Linked DNA regions of Mus musculus: all the other regions are linked to region 1. Evidence: chromatin contacts called from public Hi-C and promoter capture Hi-C data. All regions are on one chromosome and are shown on one strand. The core of a region is the stretch at or near the end of the contact, and the rest is flanking DNA. Distances in the headings are between cores, read along the strand shown.

Region 1 (2,688 bases), core at 72-2,571:
CACCTCATGACAGAGACAGGCAAGCACACTGCCCTCCACCCCCAACTGTAGGTGCTCCTTTCCTGCTGGACCAGAAACTGCCCAGCGCCAGCCTCCTCTGGTCAGTAGATGGTCTCTTTCCAATAGAACCTTCTGGAATGAGTCTGGAAATATTACAGGCTTTCCCAGTGCCTCAGTGACCCAGATTTCACAGTTTCCATGATGCACTTGGGTGTTTAGCCCCACTCCCACCTCCTTCCTTTGCATGAGCTGGGAAGCCTGGGGCACAGGCCTGATTCCAACTCTCTCACAATAGGTCCCTTCCTCCAGGGAGCCCTCCCTTCCCCTTAGGTTAGTCAGCGGCTCTCCTAGTCTCCGTTGATTTTCAACTGTCCTCTGATCACAGCCTTGTCTGGGGGTGGGTCTGAAAGGGGGCTGTGATACACAGAGGGCTGAAGGAAAGGAGAGCACTTCTCTTTTCTTTTTTGATTTATTTATTTATTATATGTAAGTACACTGTAGCTGTCTTCAGACACTCCAGAAGAGGGCATCAGATTTCGTTAGGATAGTTGTGAGCCACCATGTGGTTGCTGAGATTTGAACTCAGGACCTATGGAAGAGCAGTAGGCACTCTTAACCACTGAGCCATCTCATCAGCCCCCAGGAGAGCACTTCTTAAGCCCCATCGGGTCACAAGCTGGGCAAGGGTCACGGGATTTAGTAGATGAATACTTAGAAACAAACAAACAAACAAACAAAGCACGTTTCAGAGAATGAAGGGGTTGCCGCCAAGCCTGGTAACCTGAGTTAGATTCCTGAGACCCATGGTGGCGAGAAGCACCGCCCTCCATGTTAAAAGAAAATGTTAGCCAGGCGTGGTGGCGCACGCCTTTAATCCCAGCACTCGGGAGGCAGAGGCAGGCGGATTTCTGAGTTCGAGGCCAGCCTGGTCTACAAAGTGAGCTCCAGGACAGCCAGAGCTATAAAGAGAAACCCTGTCTCTTTTTTTTAAAAAAAAAAAAAAAGAAGAAGAAAAAAAGAAAGAAAGAAAAGAAAAGAAAATGTTAAGTTCTTTAGAGTGAACTTGCCCCAGATTTTAAAACAAAAACAAAAAACCCTCTGCTACTCAGTGACTTTCACACTTCCCTGAACTTCTGTTTCTAGGGGAGGTAGTAGGGTGCGGTGGGGGGGGGGGGTGTTGCTCAAACAGAGGCTGCCTCACTGGTTCCCCTTGGCCAGCCACGCTGGGTGGGAAGAAAATGGAGGTGCTGGGGAGGAGGTCCGGGAAGACTGGTCCAACCAGTGTGCACGCTTCATCTCAGGGCATGGGTGGAGCCCTGAAAGGCTGGGAGACAGTGGAAGGGGATGATAGGGCTCGGCAGCCTCCAAGCCTGGCTGGGTCCCGTGGCACCCGCTGGATGCCCCACTGAACTTCACTCTTAAGAGAGCAAGACCCCAGCCTGTGGCTCTCAGTGCCCTTGCCATCTCTACAGGAAGCAAGATGGAGACCTGGACCCCACCGGGCTGCTTCTCAAAGGGCCTCCTGTTCTCAGGTAAGGAGGAAACAGCCTCAGAGGGCTGAGGGACAAGATGAGGCAGGGTAGTGACATCACAGCTCCATCCCTATTTCATCTATGGCATCTTCTAGAATGTCAGGACTATGAGGGTAGGAATTAGTGTTTGTTTTCCCAGGGGGTTCTGGGGAGTGAGCGAAGGAGGGAGGGAAGGGACTATAGAGACTGAGCCAGGACTGGTGAGTCACACATAGACTCGCAGAGTTTGTAAGGTAGAAGGACATCCTGAACTACATAGGCAGTTCAAGGCTAGCCTGGTCTACATGAGACCTTGTTTCAAATAAAAAGCAAAAATCTAGGAACAAGCCAGCCATAGTGGTGTATATCTGTAATGGCAGCACTTTGGAGGCTGAGGCAGAAGGATCACAAGTTGGAGCTGGACTGCATAATGAGTTCCAGGCAACCCTGACTCAAAAGAAGAAGGAAAATGAGGAGGGAGGAGGAGGGGGGAGGGGGGGGAAGAAGGAGGAGGAAGAGGAAGAGGAGGGAGAGGAGAAGGAGAAGAAACCAGGAGATGGTGGCACATGAGGAGGAGGAGGAAGAGGAGAAAGAAGAGGAGGAGGAGGAGAAGGAGAAGGAAGAGAAGAAACCAGGAGATGGTGGCACATGACTTTGATCCCAGCACTCAGGAGACAGAGGCAAAATGAATCTCTAAGGCCAGCCTGGTCTACAGAGTGAGTTCCAGAGCTACACAGAGAAACCCTGTCTTGAAGAATGAGGAGGAAGAATAGGAAGAGGAGGAGAAGACAAACCTAGATGATGTAATTGGTCTATGATGAAATGTATTTACTTATTCATCCTTTAAATATTGGTTGAATAAGTAAATTCAGAGGGTCCAAGTGTTTAGGAACAGACCACATAGCATCTCAGGACAGAAAACCCTTCTGCCACTGGCGTGGCAGATCTGTGGCATCTGTGCCTATATTCCTACTCCCAGGGCAGACATCACTAATCAATCTCATTGTCATTTCCAATGTGCAGCCCTTATGGTCTTTGCTGCGGTTGAGAGTCTGTAAAGAGGAAGGTTTTGTTACCTCTGCCCAAAACTCGACCTCAGGCCTCCTCCATACTTTTCCACAGCCTTGTTCCTGGCCCTTGAGCTGCCCCAAGGCTCACAGGCAGCCCTCCACATCGA
Region 2 (2,688 bases), core at 31-2,530, 43 kb after region 1:
TTTATTTATTTATTTAGACAGGGTTTCTCTGTGTAGCCCAGGATGTCCTGGAACTCACTTTGTAATCCAGGCTGGCCTCTAACTCAGAGATCAACCTGCCTCTGCTTCCCGAGTACAGAAATTAAAGATGTGTGCCACTTCCCAGTAGAGACCCTCTTTTATGACCCCACTTAACCTTAATGATGCTCTTATGGGCTCTGTCTCTAAGTGCAGTCTTTTTAAGGGGTTAGAGCACATGGGAGTGAGAAGCACACACTGTCCCCACCTGTGTCACCCACCTTCAAGGACAGTGCCAGGCAAACAACTGGTGCTCAACAGATGCTTGAAAAATGGGTCAGTGAGTGCGTGAGTCAGTGAACACCTGAAACCTGCATGTTGGCCATGCAGTCTGTAAAGGAGCCAGGTAAAGTTTAGGGGTGTGTATTGAAGAGGGCAACAGGATCTCCAGCCTCAGCAGTCCAAATGGGAAGCAGAGAATTGGGAAAGTCTGTAGACAAGTCATTAAAGTGATATCCTGAAAGCTGTGAACAAAGAAATACAAGGGTATGAAATTTAGACAGATGAGAAGCAGCCTCCCAGGCAAGGACATTCAAAATATGCATTCGAGACTGGGGGCGTGGCTCAGTGGTAGAGCCCCTGCCTAGAATCCCCCAGTGAGGGGCTGGGGGGCGTGGCTCAGTGGAAGAGCCCCTGCCTAGTATTATGAGTCCCTGGGTTCTAGCTCCAACACTTCAGTGCAGTGGAAAAACTAAAAACTGGGCTGGCAAAATGGCACAGCTGACAAAAGTATTTATAGCAGAAGCCAAAGGACCTGAGTCCAGTCTCTAGAACCAAACCTGAAGAAGAAAAGAACTGAGTCCTGGAAGTTTTCCTCTGACCTCCACATGGGTGTTTTGTTATGTAAGGCAGCACACATTCACGTGTGCGTGGCCACGCTAATAATATCAATAATAACGATAATAATATCAACAACAGAAATAAACAGAATAAAGTGTACGTGAGTTTCCTCTGCTGCTGTAACATATAACCACAAATTTGGTGGCTTAAGCTATGATCCCTAAAGCTAAAACTAGATGTTCCCTGAGCTGCCCTCTCGGGGCTCCGGAGAAGAAATTCTGCCTCTCGTCCCATTCCTGGAAGCTGCCTGTGGTTCCCTGACCTGTGCGCCGCACGTGCCACAGCTAGAAGGCAAACGGGGGTAGGGGGTGGGGAGTGTCACATCCAGTATGACCCAGTAAAGACAACAAGAGGAATATAGAGGAAGTGGAACAGGGGTGGGAGTCAGGACAGTTAGCCAGTTGCCTGAGGAAGGTGGGCACTGTGGAGAGCTCCGGGCAGAGAATGGACAAGCTCTAACTTGGATGCCACTAGCTCCCCTGCAGCTGCCTGTGAACATGGGCCTCACCGGAAGGGGAGAAAAGAGGTAGGGGCATGTCAAGCTTTGGGGCCCAGCAACTGTCAGACAAAGCACACAGGCAGGTGAGGGGGACCAGAGAATAGAGTAAGTCACACATCCTCTGGACCCTGAGACACAGGGGCTCCGGAGGGAAGTGGGTGACGAGTGGGCTGTGGTTTTTCACCCATCTGTGAAGAAGCCTCGTTTTCTCTCCGACTTCCCCTCCTGTCCCGCAGAGCTGCCTTGTTTGTTCCCCCATCCTTCGTTTATGATGGGAAAGGCTGGATTTCCCCTAACCCAGCAGACACCTCTTCCCTCTGCCTAGCCCTACCCTCCCACCTCGGGAAGCCCCGTGCGGCCTCCCAGAATGTCCCAGAAGGATGAGTGTACTGATATACCCTCTACTACCCATTCATCCAGCCAGACGGGTCCCCAAAAGAGGAAGGAGGTCACCCGCAGTCACCCAGCATGTGGCCAGCTGGGAACATCAGGACTTCACCTTCCTACGCCCCTCCCAGCACCCCAAGACACTCATGTGAGAAACGGGTTTATAAGGACGTTCTGCAGAAGGGGGAGTCTAGATTCAAACCCAGGTCTCAGAATTGGTTTTGCTGTAAGTTTAGAGGCAAAGGCCACAGATTAATGGAACCTGGCTTATGCCAGGAAGACAAACCTGAGCCCCAGACAACCAAGGCCCACCAGATAGAGAAGTACAGGTAGGAGCTGAGAATAGTCAGAAAGGCCTTCCTGGAGGAGGCATACATCTCTCTAAGGCTCTCTAAGTATGGGATGAATCAGCCTAAGTGTCCCCTAGAGATGGAACAGTGTATGCAACAGCCTGAGGCTTTGTAATTACATCCATTGCTCTCCCGGTCTGAGTAAACAGTTCAGTGTCCTCTCATTCATTCAATAAACACTTCCCGGAGTGAAGACATGTGGAGAGCGGTGGTCCCACTGGATCGTGACCTTGACCTGGGAATCAGAGAGGGTTCTGGAAGAAGGAAGACGTGCAGAGGAAGGGAAAAAGAAGAAAGGACACTCCAGATAGAGGGAGCAGCCTCTGCAAAGGCTGGAAGTAGCTTCTTACAGTGACACGATTTACCATCCGCCCGCAGTTCCTCTGAAGCTTGGTGTCCTTGCTCAGAGAGGCCATCCCTGTGGCCTTTGGGGTACACAGAGGAGAAAAACAGTAGGTTGTACCTCGGAAGCCAGCCTCCTCAATGCCCAGGGGAATGAATACAGCGAAGCCATTAGAATTTGTACCTAGGTCGGTCCCGGCCTCTGACTAGGAG
Region 3 (2,688 bases), core at 65-2,564, 33 kb before region 1:
TCCCCAGGAATCCGACTTTTCCACCGTTTGTTTTCTTTCACTTCAGGAAGCTAACAAGCTCTGTGTGTGTGTGTGTGTGTGTGTGTGTGTGTGTGTGTGTGTGTGTGTGTGTTATGGGAAAGGACTAGAGACGCTGTATTCACAGGGCAGAAACAGGGAGGGAGAGAGAAGGGCACAGAACTTTTTCCCTTTTCGGGTGTGTGTGGGAGGTGGTTTAGTGACCTGCCAGTTTATACCACAGCAATGGGGAGATCTGGGAGAAGGGGAAGCCCACAGTCATGACAGCATGGTCAGAGAAGGAACAGAATGGTTACAGGCTCTCAGTGTGGAAATGCCACAGGACTCAAGAAACTCCAGAGATTTCCAGAAGACTTGCCCCTCAGATTCCCATTCAGAATTAACCGAGAGCAGGAACTGGGGGGGGAGGAGGTGAAGGTTGGGGAGCACAGGCCCGGCATTGCTGCATTCCAAGGTGTTGGGAGGAAGATCAGGAGTTCAAGGGTAGTCTAGAACAATCGTTCTCAACCTGCGAGCTTCAACCCCTTTGGGGAACCATATCAGATATCCCACATGTCATATTTACATTATGATATTTACATGTCCCATATTCACATTATGATTCATAACAGTAGCAAAATTACAGTTATAAGTAGCAATGAAAATGATTTTATGATTAGGGGTCACCACAGCATGAAGAACTGTATTAAAGAATCCGGGCATGGTGGCACACGCCTTTAATCCCAGCACTTGGGAGGCAGAGGCAGGCTGATTTCTGAGTTCGAGGCCAGCCTTGTCTACAAAGTGAGTTCCAGGACAGTAAAACCCTGTCTCGAAAACAAACACACAGAAACAAAAACAAACAAAGAAAAAAAGTATCGCGCACTGGGAAGATTGAGAACCACTGACCTAGAATGTGCTTCATGAGACCTTATTTCTTTTTTTAAACAGTTTCACTGTGTAACTCAGACGAGGCTGGATTTGTCTACGGTGGACCCGGCTGACACAGAACTCACAGATCTGCCTGCCTTCCAAAGTGCTGTGATTAAAGACATTTGAAGCCTAGCCCCCTGCCCCCCATTATTTTTAATTAAAAAAAAAATCCGGGATGATCTCACGTGGCCCAGGCTGGCCTTAAACCCGCTTTCAATTCTGATGATCCTCTTGCCTCCATCCTCCCCACCCGACTCAGGTGCTGGGATGACAGGTTTACAGAACACTAATCGTCAGGGTCGTTCACTCATCAACCAGCCCGGCAGACGTGCTTGGCTGTGTGCGCCTGCCCAGCAGGGGACCGCCCTCAATGGGCCGTCCCTAGGCGGCACCCGCTTAGCTGAGATTCCAGCACTTGACTTCAGGGTTTCGGAGAGATAAGGCGCTTGGCCGTTACTAACTGGACTACAAAGAGCTGGATCGGACCGGAACCACATGGCTCAACTCGCCCGAGCCACCCGCTCCCCGCTGTCATGGCTGCTGCTGCTGTTCTGCTATGCACTCCGGAAAGCGGGTAAGTAGCCCCGCGCCCCGCGCCCCGCGCCCCGCGCCCCGCGCCCCGGCCTGTGCGCACCTCGAGAGGCCCTCCCAGGCCACCCGATCCCTTCTTCCCGGCCCAAAGTCCTAGGTCTGGATTCTGGAGCAGAGATTCCAGAAAATAGGGCGTGGTGACTCACACCGGCCACCGGAGTACAGGGGAGGATGAGGTAGGAGGGTTGCCTTGAGTTCCAACGTAGCCTAGACTCGGGAATGAGAACCGGATTTGCTCCACTTCGCGCACGCTTGCGCACGCGCACACACACACACACACACGCGCGCGCGCGCGCACACACACGCACGCACGCGCGCAAAAGATGTTTTATTATTGTAAAATAAATGACTCGTACACTGAGAAAAAGTCTGGGTGACTCATGCCAGGAACCTTAACCCTAGTGGCCACACTCTCTCCAGCAAGTTAATCGTGACTGACTCAGAGTTGATTTATTAGTTCATTTTCCTTTCGCTGAGTTGGAGACTGAAGCCTCACTGGGGAATTGTAGCACAGGAGTCTACCCCTGAGCACACAGGGTGCTGAGGATAGACCCTTGGTCCTCACACAACCTAATTCGGAGCCCTGTGCTATTCCCATTGTTTCAGTGGTTGACCAGCAGCAAGTCAGGCTGGGCGCTCAGAGTGAGCTCAGAGTGACTGGAACCAAAAAACCAAACCAAACCAAACCAAAACAGGGAGGTGGTGGCTCATGCCTTTAACCCCAATAGGGGAGGCAGAGACAGGTGGAGCCCCGTACAGGGGTACCCTAGGGTCACCATGACGGGTCCTGGGTTCCCAGAACTTCACTCTGAAGTCATTATCAGACTTCTCAAGTATTCAGAAATGCCTGATACTGTATTCCCTAATGTTGAGGGCCTACTGTGTATTGGGCTAAAGGAGAGAGTCTCACATAGGGCCTAGCAGAGTGACTATTGAATGGCTCGGATTCAAACCCCACCGTATCTTGTCGTCTTATGCCTGCGTGATCCCCCTAGCAAATTCTTCTATGCCTCCATTTCTGCATATGTAAGTGGTACCTGAAGCCCAGTGTGATGGTGCTCACCCTTAATCGCAGAATTTAGGAGGCAGAGGCAAGCAGATCTCTGAGTTCCAGACCAGCCTGGTGAATGTACTGAGGTGATGTTTAGTGTCTCTACTACTACTAAT

Evidence for each region. Promoter capture Hi-C pulls out the DNA fragments that hold promoters and counts their contacts. A called contact is a pair of places that touch in the nucleus more often than the background predicts.
Region 2: a Hi-C map of bone marrow shows a contact between it and region 1, with 2.0 times the contacts expected there. The contact joins the enhancer-like site here to the promoter of Ceacam19 in region 1. A contact is called at or near these places in 17 of 39 promoter capture datasets (the 3T3-L1 cell line, the C10 cell line, the HPC-7 cell line and 10 more), 4 of 15 datasets of contacts at CTCF or cohesin (CD8 T cells, the G1E-ER4 cell line and embryonic stem cells), 30 of 484 Hi-C or Micro-C datasets (B cells, the Ba/F3 cell line, CD4 T cells and 21 more), 11 of 115 datasets of contacts at active chromatin or transcription factors (the 230-238 cell line, CD8 T cells, the HPC-7 cell line and 7 more) and 3 of 9 other capture datasets (adipose tissue, liver and pancreatic islet).
Region 3: a promoter capture Hi-C map of macrophages shows a contact between it and region 1, with 7 read pairs. The contact joins the promoter of Pvr here to the promoter of Ceacam19 in region 1. A contact is called at or near these places in 13 of 39 promoter capture datasets (the 3T3-L1 cell line, 3T3-L1-derived adipocytes, the C10 cell line and 9 more), 2 of 15 datasets of contacts at CTCF or cohesin (the NIH/3T3 cell line and embryonic stem cells), 8 of 484 Hi-C or Micro-C datasets (CD4 T cells, Sertoli cells, embryonic stem cells and 4 more), 8 of 115 datasets of contacts at active chromatin or transcription factors (CD8 T cells, bone marrow-derived macrophages, embryonic stem cells and 4 more) and 3 of 9 other capture datasets (adipose tissue, liver and pancreatic islet).

The regions. Positions count from the first base shown.
Region 1 is chr7:19,886,598-19,889,285 of GRCm38.p6, reverse strand. It overlaps Ceacam19 (carcinoembryonic antigen-related cell adhesion molecule 19), which reads left to right and starts at 1,321. Exons shown (of 7, transcript NM_177036.5): 1 at 1,321-1,532; 2 at 2,634-2,688. The coding sequence starts at 1,481.
Region 2 is chr7:19,843,838-19,846,525 of GRCm38.p6, reverse strand. It overlaps Gm34891 (a long non-coding RNA gene), which reads right to left. Exons shown (of 3, transcript XR_881881.3): 2 at 279-521. Among named protein-coding and RNA genes, the nearest start is that of Gm19345, 6.8 kb to the left of the region's middle. Within about 2 kb of position 1,280, at least 100 of the 459 cell types and tissues checked have an H3K27ac peak or open chromatin away from gene starts, as enhancers often do. A contact at or near this core is called in the 230-238 cell line, B cells, CD8 T cells and 15 more, where this site is marked.
Region 3 is chr7:19,919,769-19,922,456 of GRCm38.p6, reverse strand. It overlaps Pvr (poliovirus receptor), which reads left to right and starts at 1,314. Exons shown (of 8, transcript NM_027514.2): 1 at 1,314-1,504. The coding sequence starts at 1,426.